Regions from separate parts of the Anas platyrhynchos genome. Here region 1 is linked to region 2. A link is a contact called in public Hi-C data. All regions are on one chromosome and are shown on one strand. Each heading gives the region's core, a stretch centred on a gene start, on an enhancer-like site or on the middle of the called end of the contact. The rest is flanking DNA. Distances are from core to core; before and after follow the strand shown. Region 1 overlaps USP25 (ubiquitin specific peptidase 25). Region 2 has its middle 40 kb from the start of USP25.

What was found. A called contact is a pair of places that touch in the nucleus more often than the background predicts.
Region 1: a contact with region 2 is called in a Hi-C map of subcutaneous adipose tissue, with 4 times the contacts expected there. The contact joins two enhancer-like sites. A contact is called at or near these places in 4 of 8 Hi-C or Micro-C datasets (liver, skeletal muscle and subcutaneous adipose tissue).

What each region holds. Positions count from the first base shown.
Region 1 is chr1:103,816,288-103,821,104 of IASCAAS_PekinDuck_T2T, forward strand. It overlaps USP25 (ubiquitin specific peptidase 25), which reads left to right. Exons shown (of 26, transcript XM_027449278.3): 6 at 3,217-3,303. Among named protein-coding and RNA genes, the nearest start is that of USP25, 51 kb to the left of the region's middle. Within about 2 kb of position 1,619, at least 1 of the 8 cell types and tissues checked has an H3K27ac peak or open chromatin away from gene starts, as enhancers often do.
Region 2 is chr1:103,725,380-103,729,917 of IASCAAS_PekinDuck_T2T, forward strand. No RefSeq gene overlaps it. Among named protein-coding and RNA genes, the nearest start is that of USP25, 40 kb to the right of the region's middle. Within about 2 kb of position 2,497, at least 1 of the 8 cell types and tissues checked has an H3K27ac peak or open chromatin away from gene starts, as enhancers often do.

The sequences.
Region 1 (4,817 bases), core at 369-2,868, 90 kb after region 2:
GCTAGTCTATTTCTTTTTACATCTGTTGCTGAAACAGCTGTTTTTAGTGCTCTGTGCTTACAGATCTTCAAGAATCCATCAAAGAGTGCCTGTCCAAAGCTATATGCAACAGCTTGATAGGTTATCTTTCATCTAGATGTAAAAGTACTGTTTCCTACTCTCCAAGTATGGTTGATGTCAGTACCTTTACTATTTTGGGACTCTGTTGGCAGCTCGTAATGATCTGAGTTGCATGCTAAGCTTTTATGGATTTAATGTGATGACTAATTTACATTCTTACAGTGTTAATGCAGCATCACAGTACTTGAATATTAAGAATTATTACTTTATTCAGCCAAACTAATTTTGTTTTGATAATCCTAGATACTAAGAGGCGCAAAGGGTTAGGCAGGATGTTTAAAGTGAAACCAAGGCTACTTATATTCTGAAACTGGTGTCTGTCTATGTAACTAAGGTAGACATTACTTGGAAAATTGAACATTTTTGATATCTTACATTCTTGAAGCTACACCTCTAAATAGTTCTCTCTAGCATGACAGAAAATATCTATATTACCAACTGTTCTGGGGGAAAGCCTCAAAAAGTCTATTGTCATTCAGCATTGTTATTTTGAACTCCCTAAACTGACAATGTATCTTTTTTTTGTTTGCTTGTTTATCCTCATTTTCTGTTATGCTCTCGTTCTGTCCCTAACTGAAGCAGTAGCAGAAAGGCATTCTGATAATCTGTTCATTTTCATGGTAATTTGAATTGATATCACTTACTACTATTGTGATTCCCTTTCCTAGCAGTGGTGTTAATCTGTCCACTTGGTAAGCAGGTGTTAAGCTAATAGGAAAATAAAACAGTAAAAATTAATCATTTGCTGTCAGCTTAATGAGCTGAGAGGACAAGCATTGTGCAGGAAGTGGAAGCAGAGGTAGACTACTGAGGAGGAGTTTGGAAACACTGCCCAGGCATGGAAGGATGGTGTTAGGAAGTGAAAAGTGAAAACTCACCTGGGGTTAATGCTTGCAGAGGATGCCTATGGTAATAAGAAGAGCTTTTGTTCCTATACTGGTAATAAAAAGCCACAGAAGGACCTGGGTCTAGCTCTGAGCTGTGGGTGAGGATTGAGTCAGTGGTTACTGGAGGCAATTGGGCCCATATTAAATAGTCTATGGGACCCACTGAGCTCCATCCAGTGGAGTTGAGAGAAGAGGGTCAAGTCCTAGCAAGGCTGCTGTCTGTCATCTTTAAAAGTTCACTGAGAATCAGAGGTTTCTTATAAGCTGGGGATCTTTGACATGGTCAGCCTTTGCTTGGTCAAGCAAATGTTCTGACTGCAGTTGTTAAAATGGGGTGTTATTTAACATTTTAACAATGAGTTGGAATATCTGTACAGGTACTTAAAAGGATTCAAATGGATTTAGAAAAAAATAAGAGAAAATAATTTTAAAAGAAGAAAATCAGAAATAAGGTGGGAAATAAAGAGCTAATACTTACTCAAATGCCAGGCAAAATCATAAAGTTTATTACAATTTTCTGTACTAAATTTGGATGTGTTATGAAATTGGCCAGCTCAGCTGCTTGGCACTTTGATAGCACTTGGATTAGTCATGGAGAGAAGTCAGTCTTTGGACATTATATTTCAACAGCTGGTTTATTTTGTGTGTAAGGCATTGCTATGTTTCGCTTGATGAAGAGCCCATCAGTGGAATGTTGTTACATCATGAGACATAACTTCAATTAGTACGAACTTCTAGAATGACACTTGAATTAAATATTAACATTTTCTATGGTTTGAGTAAGTAAACAAAGGACTCGGTGTTTTAATTTTTCTTCTCTGCAAGGAAGGATAAAAGGGAAACCTGTATTCTGACCATCAAAACAGCTGGGGAAAAAAAAGCTTGCCTACTTGATTATATTGATTTAGCAATGTGAGAAAGGACTTTTCTCGTTGGTGTTTTTGTCTTCTTAAATCTAAAAGTGTTAGGAAATACAACTTTGATAGCCGCCTGATTTTGCTGGAGATGGTGTACACTCCGGTATATGGGAAGAGGTCAAACTCGGAAAAGGGTCTTTCATGAGGAGAGCAAATTCTCACAAACTCATCTTTTTTTTTCCATCCAATGTGTTTAAAATTCTTAGAATAAACCCACCGCCTCTTCACAATTTGAGTTTCACTTTCTTGGCATTATGGAGTTGAAATCCTGTTAAGTCCATTGTGGTCTGTGACTTAAGTCTTTACCTGTGTAGAACAAATTGTGGGATCAAAGTCTACTGCCGGAGTAGGCAAACTCTGCCTTTCAAAAATAAATAGCTAATATGTGATCAGGGAAAAAAAAAAAAGTACAGGCTGTAAAACCAAATTGGATGAATTAGAGGGTAAACCTCTCCTGTGCTTCTCTGAGCGTGTTTAAAATATGTTAAACCCTTTCTTCATCCAGATGCTGATCTGTGGTAATGAAGTGATAGAATTAAGCCTAACTTACCTTTAAGAAGCACTACATCTTCAACTTTAACCGAAGCAGTTCATGCCTATACAGAAAAGCAACAATGCAGTTACATCAGTGCTTTGGACTTCAGTCCTAAGCCACTGCTTTGGACTTCTATTTTTGCAATCAGTTGTCTTTTTCTTGTACTGTCTTGGCTCCAGGCTCTGTGTTCTGTGGTGTTCTTCTCAGGTGTGCCCTTTTTCTTGTCCTGTTGTACATAAAATTAGAATAACAGCAGTTCCTTATTTGCTAAGTTGTGTAACCTGGTTTCCTTACTCTAACATGCAGTATTCAAATCCTGGAGGAATGGAAAGAATGGAATAAGTACAGATTGCAAGTGGATTTAAGTTGCATGTACAAAGATATAGCCTCTCTGCATTGAGGCGGTAGACGATAGAGGGGCTACAAGACTAATTTTACATAGTCAAAGAAGCTTTTATTTTGATTTGAAAATTAACAGCTATACAGTTAATAAAATGCACTGAAAAAAGTAATTTATTTTACCTATCATATAAACTTATTTTTTCATTTAACTATAAAGTTTTTTTTAATTATGCTTTTTCAGTAAAGTAATTGTGTAATGTTGAAAATATATTTAGCGAAGTTTAAGTAAAACAATATATAATGGTAAAGTTTCATTTTAGAAGCTATATGTTTAACATTTAATTTATTGGCACACTTTGGAATAATTTTTTAGGGTTTTCAGAAGTGCTTTAACACTTTATTTGTTTCTTTTCAGTCATTATTTAATCTACTGGAGTTTCGAAGACTAGTTTTGAATTTCAATCCTCCTGCAAATGCTCAAGACTTGCCTCGAAACCAAAAGGTAAAATTAGAAGCTGACTTCCCCTAGTGGTTAATAACGGCATTTCTCTATTGTAATTGATTTTTGCACTGCTCTCTAGTTCAAATTAGCACAGATGTTACAGGTGCCAATTAATATCGCTCTGAGCTTCTTATTATGGATCTTACATAAAATACTTTGGCTTTGTAGTAGAGTACCTCTCTTAACATCCTGCCCTGTAGACTGCTCAGCAAACAACTGCATAGACCAGATTCAGTGGAAGGGCTACTCTGAGCCTTGTGCAACAGCTGTGGCAGCACTGATGCTAGTGGGTGAGCATTTTTAACGTGGCAGTAGTTTGTATGAAGAAGCATGTTTTATTCTGCACCCTTCACACTGTGCAGCTGTGGGCATACTTTTTGGTTAGTCTGCATGTGTTTGATCTGTATAGGTTTTTTGGCAGCATTGTTAGTGCTGACCTGGCCCCCTCATTGCTTTTTGGGGATGTTTATTATTTGCAACTCATGATCTGAGATTAAGCTTTTGATTATTAGCTAATCTCTTCTGGCCATTTAGCAAAGTGATTGTAAGCATAAATTTTCTCATGCTCATTCTGGTATTAATATGGGGTTGTGGAACAGAGGAGTTGGCTCAGGTTTTTTGTAACCTCAGGCTAATGTGGAAGAATGGGCATGGACTGACAGACAAAACAGGCCAAGTTTTCTTCCTTCAGTAGATGCTCTCTGAGGAAAATGCATAGGAGTACACTGAATTCTGTGCTATAAAATAGTTAAAGAAATGGAAAGAGGAAGTAGCTGTATGAAATGTGAAAACACTTCATGTCCTGTTTTTTCAGGTAAACAGAGCAATGAATTCTTGCATATCCAGAAATTAGACCATTGTCCTTTACTCCTCCCTTTCATATTTTACACATGGAGTGTGTTGTCAGCCTATTTTTATTTGTTTGGCACTTCGGGCTTGACTGGAATGTTCACTAGCAAAAATGAAGCTACAATTCAAAAAAAACAAACAAACAACAACAAAAAAAATAGTGTCCATTTTCAAAACCTCTAGGTATGCACCGTTAAAGGGAAGTTGCATGTTCAATCAGAATTGTATAATCCCTTTTTCCACCTGCACAGGCATTCCCCCCACTGAAGAACAAGGTGTCACTTGTTTTCTTTAGGAAAAAAATGTTTGCAATAGATTGTGAGATGGTGTGCAAATACAGCATTGGTAGTGTTGGGAACATATCACAAGAGTGTGGCAAAATGGTGTATCTTAGTGAGGGCAGAATAAAGTCATGCTATGTTCTACCAAAGAGTTTTCCTGAAATATTTTTTAAATTATTTTTTTTTTAGATTGACTTTCTGGCCTGTGTTTCATTATTGGTTGTTTTAATAATATACTCCAGTACTCAAATTTCTTTACCGTCATTTTTGAGGACTTAAAAAGGCAGTTGGCATCAAAGAGGAGATACGAAATAGATAATGCCATTTTGTTGTCTTTGAAAAATGTCTTACCAGAGCATTGATGTTAGAAGCCATATGCGACAT
Region 2 (4,538 bases), core at 1,247-3,746:
GGAATGTCTAGCCTAGAACAAGAAATTAGAGGAAAATCAATGGTTATAAATATAAGAAAACAAACATTTAATCTGGTCAACCAAACACTGTAACTTTTGAGATCACCAGCTTAGTTGGAAAAAGAAATATTCATAAAACGGACTTCTGTAGGGTGTTCCTCACAGGCCTGCATTATGATTTAAGTTTCAAAAAAACAACAGTTTCAGAATGAGTCAGAATTACTCGAATATTTGCTCTCATCTCAGGGCAGAAATGCATTAAGAAGCTACAGAAGAAGGTCGCTATAGAAGAAGGTCAGGTACACCTGCAAGTTTTCCATAATGTTATAAGTTGCCCCCTTAATTAATTTTCAGAGAGCATTGCATTAATAATAGAAAGGAATTTATTGAGTAAGCAACAGCAAGCAAAACAGCGCTGGGCGGCCGGGGAGTCTCGGCTCCGCCAACGGCGCACACCTCACCCCCACCAGGGTCCCTTTTTATATCTTGGTAATTCTGGGATTACGCAGCACATCCTGGTATATTCTGCGACTGCGCGCACTGTTGCTAGGGGGTCGTCTCTGTCCCTCTGGTGGTCGTCAAGATGAAGGCCGTAGTCTTCCTCGGAGTTGTGGTTCAACTTCTTTTTTTATTTGGTCATGTTGGCTCAGGGTGAGACAGGAAGGCAGGATGTTGATACACTAGTTTAACAACTTATCAGGAGATGGTTACATGAGCTTTGCAGCAGTGTCTCTGAACAAAAGAGGCAACTGAGATGCAGAAGGAGAGAAGGGGAGGGGGTTCTCTTTTTTGTTACATTAAGCAAAAGAATTTTCATAGTGTCTAGCCAAGCCTTATACAGCTCCTTACTTCAGCAGGGAGTTTTCACAACTCCCGTTCCTCAAACAGAACTCCTTGTTTTTATAATAAAAAAGACAATGAACAAACATTTATTGTGTATTACACATAATACAGTAATGTAGGAATAAAAATCTGAATTCAGGTGGAAGGCAGTATATATAGGTCAGAGAAAAGGGACTTGGACTTTTTATGGATAAGATTTTAAAGGGCCCTTCACTGGAACTAAATTGTTCTAGCGTTAAGAAAGGCAATCTTTTTCTGCTCAGAAAGCTGAAAACTTGCCGAGAGCCTAACTGTCCTGTGAGTGGTAAACAACCTCATACCACTGTCCTAAGAAATAAATGTAACTCAGGAGGTGATGTGGTTTTGTTTGTTTGTTTGCTTTTTTGTTTTGCTTTTTCTCTGCACCAACAGTGAGACCACTGTTGAATGCCATATCCAATTCCGACATCAGTGCTTCAGAAAATATGACGAAAAATTTGGGAAGGAAAATTTGGAAAGGGCTGTGAGAATGTCTGTGGATTTTGAAAGGTCTAAAAAAATAAGAAAAACTGTATCTGTGAGCATATGATCCTTTGATTCTATGCTAAGTTTGCACATATAAAAGTTTGCTGAAGTTGTATACAGATAAACAACAACAAGGTGAGTGAGGGGTTGCTTTGCTTGTCTTTACAGGAAGAAAACCATCTCACTTGGGATTCCCCATAGCAAGCCATGATGTTATCTCAAGTGGAAACTGTGGTTTTGTCAAGAAACATCTGGGGTGAAACCCAGATGGGTGTGCTGCAGAGGATCAAAGGCAAGGGCTGCCCTGCAGTGTGAAGGGGTGGCTCAAGGCCACTGACCAGGTGGAGCAGGATCCTCCAGCTTTCCTCTGCTGTGGCAACACCAAGCCTTGACCCTTCCTTGCCCTGCTACTGGCAGTGCTTGCACTCAGTTGCTGAGCTGGCAGGAGGCTGCGAGATGGTGTGGGGGCATAAGTTGCAGCATGGCAGGGCACGTAAGTCGCAGCTCTCTCCTTCCCTTTGGCTGCAGGGGATTTCCACCTGCAACACGCTGGCCAACAGTCACTTGCAACCCCGCAAGGCAGACTGTAAATCCATCTGAGTTACGAAAGCCTTCAATCTGCCTTGAGAAATATCTCATTCACCTCTGGAACAGGTGGATTGACTCAGTGGGGTTAACTATAGCCATGTTTGACCCTTACGGGCCTCAGCAGCTACTTGGAAACCACTACGCTGGGAGACAGGTGGGTGAGGGCATCCCCAGGACTCTCCTTATTGCAGCCGCCCCTCCTACACCCTCCCGCCCTCGCCGAGCTGTAATGGCGCCCGAGCCGCCTGCCCGAGCCTTCGGGCGCCCCGAGGCGGCCCCACGGCCCCAGCGGCGGGGCGCTGCCCGCGGGGTGCCCACCAGGTGGCGCCGCAGCGCCGCGGCCGCGGGGCGCAGCCGGGCCCGTAGCGGGCACATGGCGGGGCCGCAGCGGGGCGGTACCGGGGCGGGCTGGGGCTGGGGCTGGGGCTGCCCCGCCGGGAGGCCGCGGGCCCCGGGCGGTGTGCCTCTGGTGGTGTGAGGTGAAGTGGCGCCTTCAAAACCCGCAGTAGCGGGGTTAGGAAGTCGTAACGGCCAAGGAAGTCACAACAACCCCACGCAGTGCTACTGGCTTGGGGGAGAGTGACTGGAAAGCTGTGCAGAGGAAAAGGATCTGGGGATGTCGGTCGATGCTTGCCTGCAAATGAGCCGGCGGTGTACCCAAGTGGCCAAGAAGGCCAGCAGCATCCTGGCTTGTATCAGGAATAGTGCAGCCAGCAGGACCAGGGAAGTGATCGTCCCCCTGTACTCTGATGAGGCCTCACCTCGAGTGCTGTGTTCAGCTTTGGGTCCCTCACTACAGGAAGGACATCGAGGCCCTGGAGCATGTCCAGAGAAGGTCTACGAAGCTGGTGAAGGGCCAGGAACACAGGAACGCTGAGGAAACTGGGGTTGTCCAGTCTGAAGAAGAGGAGGCTCAGGGGAGATCTCATTGCTCTCTACAACTACCTGAAAGGAAGGTGTGGGGAGCTGGGGGTAGGCCTCTTCTCGCAGATAACTAGCAATAGGACTACAGGGAGTGACCTCTAGTTGCAGCAGGGGAGGTTTAGGTTGGAAATTAGAAGACATTTCCTCTCAGAAAGAGTAGTCAGGCATTGGAACAGGTTCCCCAGGGAGGTGGTAGAGTCATCGTCTCTGGTGGTGTTTAAGGAAAGGCTGGCACTGGTGCTTGGGGACATGGTTTGGTTTAGTAGGTGATATTGGTGGTAGGGGACCAGATGATCTTGGAGATCTTTTCCAACCCTTATGATTCTATGAAATGGCTCATGGTTTGATGTGGGCCTCTCAGGCAGGTACCCAGCAGGAAACAAACTCAACCTGTAATGCCACGCTTGCACAGTGCTGTTTACAAACTAGCTGCATTCCCAACTTGTAAAGCAGCAATGAGGCATGCTTTTAAAATCAGTGAGGTACAATAATAACATTTTTGAAGTCAGGTATAATCAAGAGCAGATATTTCAAAGCCCTGAATGTGACACTGTAGGAAACCATACAGAGATCTGAAGGTCACAGAGATCTGAGCAAGACTTGGAAGAGAGGAAATCACAAGTGATCTTCTCAGGAATCTTCCCAGTCCCAACACACAAATAAACAACTTTGAACAACAACAATAACAAAAAGCCAAACAAAACAAAAACAAACCAGAAATCATCTGTGGAGTTGAAGGTTTGACTTTAACAGGACTGCAGGAAGACCTGGGCAGAACTCAAGGCATGGGCAGAGCCCAAGGCACGGGCAGTTTCTAAAGTTATAGGGAAACAGATTAAAAGTTCAGTGAATATGATGGGACATAGAGAAGAATGAAAGGGAGGCAGACAGGTCCAGGAACAGATTACATGAGGCACAACTGTTCACTTCCCTTTCAAGAGCAGCTGTGATGTTTTATCAGTGATTTGCCTCCAGTCAGATGAGTGCAGTTAGTAAGAAGTAACATCAGTCTGGGCAGAACTACAGGTCTGCCTGAAAGAAGTAAAATTGCCAGATTTCACTCATTCATGTCACAGTGTAAATTCTTCACTTTAGTGTATTTAGCTGGATGACCTCTTTAAACAAATATTTTCTAGTTGCAATACTGCTGAACTTGGGAAATTGAAAATTTATTATGGAAGGGAGCTCTTTGTCAAATCAGAACCAGCCTCATGCAGCCCTTTTGTAGCATTTCCTCTTTTAAATATGTGTGGAAAACACTATCCATTTCATCTCGTTCAGGTTTTCCCATTGTGATTATAACTATACAGCAAGATTAGTCAGCCTGACAAAATGCATGAAGAAAATCCAAAAAAAAAAATAAAAAATCCAAAAGCTGCTACCACAAAAGGCAGTTCTTCAGCTCAAGTGTAGGTTTCTGTTGACTTTAGACAAGTTCTGCTCAATATAACTGAAGGTCTTAAAGGAACAGAAATGTTAATAATTTATTATGAATCTGTTATTGATTGCTAGGAAGGTGAGCTCTCTAAAAATGAAGGCAAGCCATGGTGCTTGTCTTAAGGATTTTATTACTCAAGCTGAGATAGCAACAAAACACTTTGAAGGTTGATTATGGACTATATGATGACAACAGGTGAGATGTAGCAGTCACGTAATCACTATGGATGCTTTATTGACTT